Linked DNA regions of Xenopus tropicalis: region 1 is linked to region 2. Evidence: chromatin contacts called from public Hi-C data. All regions are on one chromosome and are shown on one strand. Each heading gives the region's core, a stretch centred on a gene start, on an enhancer-like site or on the middle of the called end of the contact. The rest is flanking DNA. Distances are from core to core; before and after follow the strand shown. Region 1 overlaps ube3c (ubiquitin protein ligase E3C). Region 2 has its middle 19 kb from the start of nom1.

Region 1 (2,703 bases), core at 17-2,516, 200 kb before region 2:
AATACAGGGGTAGGGGAGATAGCTCTCGGTACAAGTGAGGGAATACAGGGGTAGGGGAGATAGCTCTCAGTACAAGTGAGGGAATACAGGGGTAGGGGAGATAGCTCTCAGTACAAGTGAGGGAATACAGGGGTAGGGGAGATAGCTCTCGGTACAAGTGAGGGAATACAGGGGTATGGGAGATAGCTCTCAGTACAAGTGAGGGAATACAGGGGTATGGGAGATAGCTCTCAGTACAAGTGAGGGAATACAGGGGTAGGGGAGATAGCTCTCAGTACAAGTGAGGGAATACAGGGGTAGGGGAGATAGCTCTCAGTACAAGTGAGGGAATACTGGGGTAGGGGAGATAGCTCTCAGTACAAGTGAGGGAATACTGGGGTAGGGGAGATAGCTCTCAGTACAAGTGAGGGAATACAGGGGTATGGGGGATAGCTCTCAGTACAAGTGAGGGAATACAGGGGTAGGGGAGATAGCTCTCAGTACAAGTGAGGGAATACAGGGTTATGGGAGATAGCTCTCAGTACAAGTGAGGGAATACAGGGTTATGGGAGATAGCTCTCAGTACAAGTGAGGGAATACAGGGTTATGGGAGATAGCTCTTAGTACAAGTTGATCCAGGGACTGGTCCGATTGCCATCTTGGAGTCAGGAAGGAATTTTTTTTCCCTCTGCGGCAAATTAGAGGCTTCAGATGGGGTTTTTTTTTGCCTTCCTCTGGATCAACTAGCAGTTAGGCAGGTTATATATAGGCATTATGGTTGAACGTGATGGACGTACGTCTTTTTTCAACCTAACTTACTATGTTACTATATCAGTCTCTCATTCAAACCAGTGCCTGGTCCCTATGGGTTCAATATTCCTGGTTCTACTGCAGATAAAAGATAATAGCTGGTCCCTATGGTGGGATAGAAAAGCTTATACCAGTCAATGCTAGTAAATATAATAAGCCTCTAAGCCCCAAGAACACAAGCCTTATAAGCCAAGCTTATCCGGGCATTGTATAGGGCGGCAGGCAGCAGCCAAGTAATGAAGCCCATGTAGGCCCTTGTTTGTGGACAAGCTCTATCTGATCAGATTATCTTGTTAGTGACAGATAAAGTGCTTTCACGCTTCTCCATTGTGGTTTACTTTACACATTCAATCCAAGGTGGGCTCGTGAAGGATCTCGGAGGAAAGCAATTTGAAGACTTTAATGACTCTACTTAACAGCAATGCTGCAATTTGAGCCCCATTCAAAGACCAAGGTCTCCAAACTCCCAATGACCCTGCTGTGTTTGCACACTGGAAGCTTCCCATAGAAAACCGTAAGTTAATAAAGCCAAACACCTGTTAGGAAGTCTTAAACCAATGGAGGCCGAGGGCTGTAAAGCTAAATAGTGGGTAAATAATGACCATACAAGGCCCACTGACTGCCTGTATATTCTGCGCACCTTTCCAAGCATTATTCTTTCTGGAACAACAACTGCTTATCACATGAAACGACCAGGTAATTCACTATTTCACTGTTTGTGTTTCACACCTGTCACAATCCAGATTGTCTCTAAAGGTGGCAACACATTGGCCTGTTCCAAAGTGATCTCATTATTGAGGGACAAATTAAAGTGGCCACACACACAGCACTGATTCCCAAACCATATAATCTGTGTGTGTCTCGCCCCTTACAATGATTAGTTTGGCCAATATATGGTGCCATTGCAATAAAGTTGATCATCGAGAACATAAACCAGGGAGTCAGATGACTTTCATGGACTCACATTCCAAGAGCCTCAGTCAAGTCAACTCTATACTAGTACAACTGGGCCACAATACATTAGCATCTGGCTGACTGGTGTGGCCACCATTAACTTAATAGGGTAAGAGAGCAGAGAGAACATCAACCAAAGAGAAAATAACCTGTGATCAGATATTAGGAAAGTTTTTGGAAGACCATCTTGTTATTCTCAAATAACCATATCAAATTCTGTAGTTATGGTTTGCAGAAGTCCTCTATGGCATAACTATGGGCAGGCTGGTTGTGATTGGCTGCCTTTACTTCTTGAAGGGCTTGTGTTGCCTTCCCTCTAGAACAGAGGTTGTGAGACTTTTTCAGTTAAAGCCTCCCTTGGAGGTCCAACTTTTGGTCAAGGGTCAGCTTAGCTTACACATAGGATAAGGATACAGATATGGGCAAACCACTGCTGGATAATCAGAACAAACAAGAGTTCACCCTAACTGGCTAAGGACAAAAAACAGGCATTTAGCCTAGATTTTAATTGCTTTAGGGTAATCCCCCCTCTGCATGTCCCTCTAGTTGGCCAGCTCCAACATTTCCGAATCATTGCTCATTTCAACAAAGAATTGATAAAGTTCATATTACTACTTAACCCTGATCACCATGTTATCCCGTCTTCTTGTTAGACGTACTGGGACCACATCATGGGGTGATGGAAGAGGGTGACAAATTAATCCATATAAACTTTATTTAGTCCATTTAAAAAAAAAGTGCAGGAGGGCAGTGAGAATGGCTTTTTAAATGGACTAAATAAAGTTTATGGATGAACTTGCCGTCCTCCACCATCACCTCATGATGTGGTCCCAGTACGCCTAAATGGAGCTTGCAGTATTTCTGTTTTTGTGGCCAGAGTGAATATTTTGTATCATTGGGCAGAGAATCTTTTTTCACCCCCCCTATTATGATTGTGCTATTCTGTTTTCTTCCAGTTCT
Region 2 (2,700 bases), core at 101-2,600:
AAAACAACTTCAACTACTATATAAAGGGGTAGTTCACCTTTAAATTAACTTTGGGTATGCTGTAGACAATGATATTGTAAGACAATTTGCAACTGATTTTTATTTTTTGTAGTGTTTCAGTTATTTAGCTTTTTGTTCAGCAGCTTTCCAGTTTGGAATTTCATCTGGTTGCTAGGGTCTTGATTACCTTAGCAACTTGGCAGTGCTTTAAATGAGAGACTAAAATATAAATAGGAGAGGGACCGAATAGAAAGATAAGTAATAAAAAGTAGCAATAATAATAATTGTAAGATCACAGAGCAATAGGTTTTGGCTGCCAGGGTCAGTGACCCCCATTTGAACGCTGAAAAGATGTAAAAGGGGAAGGCAAATCATTTCAAACTATACAAAATAAAAAATGAACACCAATTGCAAAGTTGCTACAATATACTAATAGTTACCACGGCTTTAACTGTGTAAATATTTTCATTGATTCTATTCATTCATATTTATTTTCCCTAATGCTGGGAACTGAGAACAAGTGTCTTAATGTGCCCATACACCTTCAGATCCGCTCGCTTGGCGATGTCGCCAAGCGAGCGGATCTTCTCCCAATATCCCCCACCTATGGGTGGGCGATATCAGGAGAATCCAGGCTAATTCGGTCGAATTTTAAAGACGGGATTAGGCAAAGTCGGTTTGGGGACCGCATCAACGAGCCGATGCGGTCCCCGATCCGACTAGATTTTTTAACCTGCCCGATCAATATCTGCCCGATTTCAGGCCAGATATCGGTTGGGCAGGCCCGTCGGTAGGTTTATGGTTAGAGCCGCAAATATTTTCAATTTCAGGCCCGTCGGTAGTGCCCATACACGGGCCGATAAGCTGCTGAATCGGTCTAAGGGGCCCATATCCGCAGCTAGAATCGGCACGTGTATGGGGACCTTTACCCTTATGATTGTGGTACTATGCCTGGTCATTAACAATATGCATTTCCAGCATTATTTGGAGTGCAGCCTTCATCATACTACTCATTCCCGGCCCAGGACGTTCCTTAATGAGCCCCCCCGCAGCTCAGATATTGTTGCCCTTTTGCTGAGGGGACCATACAGGTGGCGCGCAGACCTTCAAGCAGTAAAACAAGCTCCTAGAACATAATTAGCAAGACTGATTGTTTGAGTGGGGGGGTGGGATTAAAGAGTATCAATTATTGATTGTGGTGTAATTTAGCCAACTGCTGTTTGTCCAGCTGTGTCAGAACAAAAAGCCCCCTGAGATGTTATCACCTGTTATCAGTCTAAGTACACACAAGAGCAACCTACTTTTATGTCCCATTAGACACACAGTCAATAGGCCCCAAATCCCAGCAAAGCATTCACCTGGGCCCTTTCTGATGTATTGCAAGGTCAGCCGAGCCGCTCAGGCGAAACCTTACACCCAGGGGTCGGTGGGAAGGTCAACCAATTATGTGAAGTTCTACAAACACAACTGGAGATGTCCTATTTGGCTTTCCATGACAAACAGAACCTTAAACTGATGCCTTCAATGTTAGGTGGGAAGGTGTTAAACCCTGTTCATCCCTCGTGTGGACCATAAGATGTTTTTTTTATCAGGGCTAATTGCTTGAATTCCTTCCTCCAAAGAGATTAACGGTTAACGAATTAACGTATGGTCCATTGTTGGGTTGGGGGTCAGTTATGTAGATAACAAGTACAGAAATATGGCTGCTGCTATACAGGTAGAACATCTGCCCCAGAGGACAATGTTGGTCATATCCTGGGATCACAGCTCCAGAGGCCAATATTTCCATCACTCGCATACTGTATAGTATTTGGGTTCTGTTTAACCACCATTCTGCCCAAGTTTTTAGCTTTAAACGACAAGGGAAGGCCTTTGCTGTACATGGCCTCCAAAGATGGCGGCAGGGTTGTGTACAGGGGGCAGGACGGCATACTGGCCATAGGAGCATTGAGGACATCTTGTGTAGCATCTTCTCAGGTGGCCTGCTCTTGTGAGTAGATACTTTTAGAATGCAGCATAACTGCAAGTCACAGCTGTGATTTTTTTCACACAGGGGAGTGAAAACAGTTGCAGGTAGGGGGAAGATAAGAAACGGAATATTTATCCTTTTTGTGAGATAAGTCATTGAGAGAACTCTTTTCCTTGGTACAATAATGCAACCTTGTCCCTTGCATGGCCCCCCAGTTGCCTCCCCAGCACTCCAGACACCCCCGTGAACCCTCTTCCTACCACTAAATTCATCAGGAACTGGTACTGACAGGGGAGTAAGCCTACTTGTGAAGGGGTAGCCTATAGCCCAGGGAATGCTGGGACATTCAGGGGAATAGTGGGAGGAGAGAAGAACCAGGGAGGATCTTGGAATTAGTACCCAGCAAAAGGAAGACATTATCAGATACTCATAGGACCATGTTGAGGAGAGGAACCAACCAGAAAGGAGGGAGCTGCTTAGGTCACTGAATGAAAGAACCAGTCCATGTTCCTGTATGTTTAGATATATTAGAATAGAAATGTAACACATAGACCTGTGTATTAAAAGGTGAATAAAAAGTCCAGGAAAACACACTAAAGGTGTCACTTCTCCTACACGATTCTAAAACTTCAAACACAGGTTAACTTGCCCTTTAAAATTCGGTTGAAGAGATATACTATTTGGAACGAGGGACTGCGGTACAGCTAGTTGCTGTTAATGGAAACCCACAA

What was found. A called contact is a pair of places that touch in the nucleus more often than the background predicts.
Region 1: a contact with region 2 is called in a Hi-C map of neurula embryo, with 2.1 times the contacts expected there. The contact joins two enhancer-like sites. A contact is called at or near these places in 2 of 5 Hi-C or Micro-C datasets (neurula embryo and tailbud embryo).

Annotation. Positions count from the first base shown.
Region 1 is chr6:17,621,029-17,623,731 of UCB_Xtro_10.0, reverse strand. The region is part of intron 19 of ube3c (ubiquitin protein ligase E3C); the gene reads right to left. Among named protein-coding and RNA genes, the nearest start is that of ube3c, 54 kb to the right of the region's middle. Within about 2 kb of position 1,266, at least 1 of the 11 cell types and tissues checked has an H3K27ac peak or open chromatin away from gene starts, as enhancers often do. A contact at or near this core is called in neurula embryo, where this site is marked.
Region 2 is chr6:17,421,936-17,424,635 of UCB_Xtro_10.0, reverse strand. No RefSeq gene overlaps it. Among named protein-coding and RNA genes, the nearest start is that of nom1, 19 kb to the right of the region's middle. Within about 2 kb of position 1,350, at least 1 of the 11 cell types and tissues checked has an H3K27ac peak or open chromatin away from gene starts, as enhancers often do. A contact at or near this core is called in neurula embryo, where this site is marked.